Regions from separate parts of the Mus musculus genome. Here region 1 is linked to region 2. The links are chromatin contacts, called in public Hi-C maps. All regions are on one chromosome and are shown on one strand. The core of a region is the stretch at or near the end of the contact, and the rest is flanking DNA. Distances in the headings are between cores, read along the strand shown.

Evidence for each region. Hi-C and Micro-C count contacts between places; a contact is called where the count stands out from the background.
Region 1: a Hi-C map of B cells shows a contact between it and region 2, with 5 times the contacts expected there. The contact joins two enhancer-like sites. A contact is called at or near these places in 1 of 39 promoter capture datasets (the C10 cell line), 1 of 15 datasets of contacts at CTCF or cohesin (pro-B cells), 18 of 484 Hi-C or Micro-C datasets (B cells, centroblasts, centrocytes and 7 more) and 6 of 115 datasets of contacts at active chromatin or transcription factors (the 230-238 cell line, bone marrow-derived dendritic cells, epiblast stem cells and 3 more).

The regions. Positions count from the first base shown.
Region 1 is chr16:19,244,218-19,247,276 of GRCm38.p6, reverse strand. It overlaps Gm35545 (a long non-coding RNA gene), which reads right to left. Exons shown (of 6, transcript XR_875946.3): 6 at 2,099-3,059. It also overlaps Igl. Among named protein-coding and RNA genes, the nearest start is that of Gm35545, 27 kb to the right of the region's middle. Within about 2 kb of position 1,271, at least 10 of the 459 cell types and tissues checked have an H3K27ac peak or open chromatin away from gene starts, as enhancers often do. A contact at or near this core is called in B cells, where this site is marked.
Region 2 is chr16:19,006,605-19,009,677 of GRCm38.p6, reverse strand. No RefSeq gene overlaps it. Among named protein-coding and RNA genes, the nearest start is that of Hira, 130 kb to the right of the region's middle. Within about 2 kb of position 1,722, at least 27 of the 459 cell types and tissues checked have an H3K27ac peak or open chromatin away from gene starts, as enhancers often do. A contact at or near this core is called in B cells, where this site is marked.

The DNA.
Region 1 (3,059 bases), core at 22-2,521, 240 kb before region 2:
AACTATAATTAACAAAATAATTATCAAAGACAGAGGGAGGGAGGGACCTGGGTGAGATGGGGGGAGGGGAAAAGGGCAATTATCAGGTATAGGGGAGACAGGAGAGAAGTCCAAAAAAACCAGAAGAATGAATGAAAATATGGAGCCATGGAGGGTGGTTGCAGGAGAACCTATAGGAAGTCCTATAAACCTGGGATGTGAGAGGCTCACAGGAATTGATCCTACCTGACATGTCCAACAGTGGGGAGAAGATACCACTTCCATTAGTTATACAGGGCACCCACTGGAAGGATGGGGACAACAACTCACCTTCAACTTTTTTGATGCAGAATTGTTCCTATCTAAAAGAAATGTCGGGATACAAATGGAGCAGAGTTTGTAGTAAAGGCTATCCAGTGCCTTGCCCAACTTAGGATCCATCCCATAGGCAGGCATAAAATCCTGACACTATTATGAATGCCATGTTGTGCTTGCAGACTTGAGCCTAGCACTGCTGTCCTCTGAGAGGCTCTACTGGAAACTGACTGAAGCAGATACAGATAATTACAGCCAAATATTTGCCTGAGTTTGGGAACTCTGGAAGAGTTAAGGAAAGGAATGAAAGAAATGAAGGGAATGAAAATCCCATACATAGGAAGACTAACAGTGTCAACTAACATGGGCCCTGGGAACTTCCTAAGAGTAATCACAAACCAAAGATTATAGCAGAGGTGCTCTGATGCCCCAGGCACATATGTAGAAGAGTACTGCCTTGTCTAGTCTCAGTGTGAGAAGATGGGTCTTATCATGTAGAGACTTGATGCCACAGTGAAGGGGGTATTGGTGGCAATGTGGATCTCCTTCTCGGAGGTGAGGGGGAGGTAGGATGGGGTGAAGAACTCTGGAAAAGCAAACCAGGAGGGGACAACTTTGGAATGTAATTAAATAATATTAATTTTTAAAAAGGTTTTTCAACTTGAAAAAAATCACAGAATCCTATAAAGATGAAAATTACAGTTATTTTTGATTCAGAGAAAAATTACTTGGGATCACAAATACATAAAGTCAATAAATCAAAGAAAATTAATGAGTAGAATTTTAACATATAACAAAAATAAGTTAGCATTTTTAAGAGAAACTAAAGATCCTATAATAGGGGAAGTGAAAATATGCAAAAGATATTTCATGCATATTATGAAGAACGTATTCATGATCCAGCAGGGGACACTGTGTACTTCTCAGAAATTGGCAAGTTATGAAGTTGACTCCTGACTCACATGTAATATCCTGCATCAAGCTCAGTGGTCAGAATTAGAGAATACAAAACTGCAAGTGTTTCCTCAAAGTTGTGCAACCTCCCTGAGAGTAGGGTTGTCTCTTTGCCTGGAAAGATCTAATGTAGTAATAGTGGTGATAGTAAAATGCTAATGATATACCAAATCACCATGTGCCAAATAACCTAAGAACTCCCTAGTGCTGCAGCATCTGTGAGTCCTGGAAATCTCTGGAAACATTACAGCATGGGCTGGATGCTGATTGATTTTCCCAGATTTCCTCTATCTCGGTCAGGTTTTATGGCAAATAAAGATGCATGCCTTTGGAATGACCTGTTTCATTCTTTGACTCGTTCTTAACAGCTATTTCTCTTCAGAATCTCCTCCCCAAGCAAGAAATAAACATTTACTTGAAACTTGGAATGATCACTGTTCTTTGATAGTGTGATCCACTATCAGGTTCTGTAGCCATTGTATTGTTGACACTCCAGAGAAAAGAAGGTGAAGGGAACTACTTGTTTTCATTTGTGTTCTAGTTAAAGTAATACAAGGAAAGATTTTGTCAACTATTTTGGTAGAGGTTTTTAAAAGTACAGATTTCAAACATGTTAATTTTCCCTTAGATATGTTTGTTTGTAATACTAGAGTTAAAAGGTCTCAAGAAAGAATCATTATCAGTTATATTCTTTATACAACTAGATCAAAATGAAGTAACTACTCATTCTTAATTTGTTATTTTACAAGTCTTCATTTAATGGCAATGCAAATCCATTGTATAGTTTTAAAAGGCTATGAAATAATTTCTTCTTTGATATTAGGTAAGAAATTTCCCCCTAAATAAGATATGCTGAAATGATAAGTCTGAGTACCACAGGATATAATCTCTTTTATGAATTGTAAATACCACTAGAGTTTCCAGGAGTCAGATGAGGTTATGCTGAACCACTGAGTTCCCCATGCCTTTACTAGATGCCTATGAGAACACATGGATGTAACAATAGACTACCATGTGAAGAACAGTCTGGATACTGACTTTGAAACTGCTGACCAACGATCGCCTAAGATTGTCCACAAATAATTGAGTCACAGAAGAGAAGGAAAAGGTGCAGTGTGGCGCTTAATTCAGCATGTACATTTTGCAAATCTGTCCAGCAGAAATCATTGTGAGATAACACAGTTCACTCTTATTGACTCATACAGGTTTTTTTATTGCTTTATTATTTTTATGATGTTGCTGTGATCCCATGAAACAAACAAACCAAGTAATCATTTGTAAAGTATTTCTGAATTGTCACACATTTCTTTCATCTTGACACAATATCTTATCCCCAAGGACATTGAGACATTAAGTCATATTTCTAGTTTTAGGATTGCAATGAATCTCTAAACTTAAACAATTTCTGGTCTTAAATCAAAATTAAAGTATATTTCTCCTCTTCCAGTCTTTTAATACTGTAAGAAATAACACAAAAGTGAGCTTCTAGAAATAACACAAAAGTGAGCTTCTACCCATGAGTTTATGAGCATGCAAGTATTAACCTGTTATTAAAAAATCATTTTGAATATTTTGCAAATTATATGACACCAAGAGGCATGCTTATTATTTTTACTCAAAAAGGTTAAGTAAGTTAGTCTGGGATATAATACACAGAATGGGAGTTCTGGGAAGTTCTTTTGTCACACATGGTGGATAAATAAGAATAATAAGGGGTTCAGAAAATTTTTGTAATCCAAGCTAAAATAGTTTGAATTGTGTAATACATAAACACTTGCTAAAATTCAAGATGCACATAGGTACTGAATCTA
Region 2 (3,073 bases), core at 473-2,972:
GAAATGAAATATTTAGAGACCTGAAACATTCCAAATCTTTTTGGATCAAAAGCTTTACTTAGGTCAATGTGGCCGTTGGAAGAGGAATGTGGGGATGAAGGTGGCAGGGTGGTTCAGAACAGCAGTGGTTCAGCTTCTCTTAGTTTAGTTTTAGACTATAATATTACACTCACAGAACTGGATAAAGAAGTGGGAAGTGAACAAAAAATAATGGTGGCTATCTTCATGATGCTTAGAGAACAGATACCAAATGAAGACATAGGTGAAAGTCTCCTAAAATTTCTTAGACCATGCAAACTGTAGGTAAACAAAGACAATGGATAATTTTCCACATCTCTCTGATAATCAATCAAGCCAATGAATGTTGATTTAAGGATTAAGACTTAGATGGATGGTTTTCTGTCTTGTTTTCAATGTAACACCAAATACAGAGTTCTTCTAGTAAATATGTGAACAGACAGGAAATACATGTTTGTCTAGTGTTAACTGACCTAGAGCAAAAAGACTAAAAGATATAAAATTTCTTTCCCATAGTTTGCCAAAAATATGATGTTATATTTTAATGTAGATAAAAATTAAAAACCAATATAACCTAAATTTCTGCTCCACAGATATCCACAGTGGTTAGCCATAGATGCAGACAATAAGTATAGGCACAGACAAAGGCATACATACACACCTCATATCCATATTCATGAAATTATGTATATGTATACGTATTTATGTGAGACAGATATTGATATATAGTTGATCTTGAATCTGTATGTTTGGATCACCCTCCTGTCTCAGCCTCTCAAGTCCTGGAATTATATTAATAAACCCATGTACCTAGCTCACATCTCACCTTTCAACCTCTTCAAAGTAACACAGTATCCATGCTTTTACAGATGCATTGTCAGCTTTTCTCAAAAAGAGAATAATGATTATTAAATAACCCCATGCTTTTGTTTTATAATTAAACATATTCTTTGAAAAGCTAGAAAACATGTAGAAACAAACTTCAGGGCTGGAGAGATGGCTCAGTAGATAAGAGGATGGGCTGCTCTTTCAGGAGACCTGGATTCAATTCACAGTACCTACATAATAACTCACAAATATAGCTCCAGTTCAGGTGATCCAATGCCTTCTTCTGGACTCTTTGGGCAACACACATGCATATGATACAGACATACTTGTTAACAAAACATCTGTATACATAAAGTTAATTTTTTAATAAAAAATCTAGTTTATCCTAGAAAACACCCTGAAAGTGTGTTGGTGTGGCTCTTTCTAGACTATTCTCTGTAAGAAATAATGTCATTAAACAAAGATGAGATATTGTCCTTCTCACATGCCCATGGGTCCCTCTTCACTGCTGTAGACATCCATCCAGCTCCTTCTCCAAGGCAACTTAGACCCTGTGAAAGTGTATATAATTTTCTTCTTAAAAGTGTACCCTGAGTGGCCAGTGAGATGGCTCAGCAGACTAAACATTCCTTTTAATCCACTTCCTGAGACTCAATGATGAAATAAACTCTAACAAGTCGGTCTTTGGCCCCCACATGATTACTGTGACATACAAGTGGCCCCCAATTTTTCAAACACAAACGCACACACACGAAACAAAATAATAAAAATTTAAAAAGTAAACTCTAGCTTTGAGTCTCCATGTCACTTAGGCCATGTGACATCACCATGATGAAGTCCTGAAAGCAGAATTTCTGGTCATGAGGAGGAAGTCCCAATCTGTGGACACAGGAGATAAAGTTATGAAGGACTGAAATCATGTGTCATTTTCATAGAATTTCAAGTAACTGGGGTTTTTGTGCTTGTTCACTCAGTTATTCATTTCTTTCCAGGTTAGGAAATAGAGATAGAACTCCATAGTTCTGATCCAGTCAACTCCTCTCTGGTACCCTGCTAACATGCAAAGTGACAAGTGGTTGATTCTAAAACTTCATTTGCCCTGCACTTCCAAGATTTTAATATTAAAGGCTGAGCTTGGAATATGAGGATGAAGCCAGATAGAAGGCAGCATCAGGCCTTAGGACTATTGCTTGGATTTTGAAAGGATGTAATGTAGACTTGATAGTCCTACCTATGAGAGACACATTCAACTACAATCAAAATGGCCTTTTCCTTCTCGAGGGCCACACCTGGTTCTGTTTGTCATGCTTTGCTTACCATCAGCTTGGTTTCACTTCTGTTTATTTCTCTCTTTTTGTGACCTTGAGTTTTTGTTTCAGTCAACACAGAACTAACTTTAGCTTGGGGATTTCCAAAGTGGCCAACAGAAATCTTGTTGAGTAAAGCTAGAAAAAGCAAATAGGTCTACCCCTACACACACACACACACACACACACACACACACACACACACTTTGTCCTATCTCTCATTTTATCCTCTGCAACTGAGGCATTTCTATCTTACCAGGCCTAGATCCTACCTCCACAATCAACCCTACCCTATAACAATTCTATGATTTCCAAGATATATGAGATCTGGGGATCTTTCTGACATCCTCATTGGGAAAACTGGGAGGGTGGTGCTCAAAGAAGGAATGTTAATAGTTAAAGGTCATAAAAAAAAATCAGAGAACAGGTCTAGGCAGTGTCCTAGGTGATTATAATAGTGGCTGGGATTAGTAAGGGGCCCCATATGTCAAGCACAATGCAGATAACATCTCTTTCAATCTCCAAATCCATCCTCTGGGACTTATTCTTAATCAAAACCTCATACAGAAGAGGCAACAGATTTAACAATAGAAAGTGAGTAGCTTAGATAGGGTCAAGAGCTGATGAACTTGGAGCAGTATATATCTCTGGATGTCCACCAACACCTTCTACAGAAATAACGGTCCTCCAGACTGTCCTGAACTCTCTGCTGATGACCTTCCACACATTTGACAATTTATTTAGTTTACTACAAGCCATACTACCTGTAGCTCAGACCCTATGAACATCTGATCTTGTAGCTATTTAATTTCTACACCCTTGAAATGACATAAGGCTCTTCATGGTATTTTCATGGTAGATGAAAATAACCTCCATGTGAGCATGTCCATTGTCCAGAAGTGGGTAGCACTCTACACTAA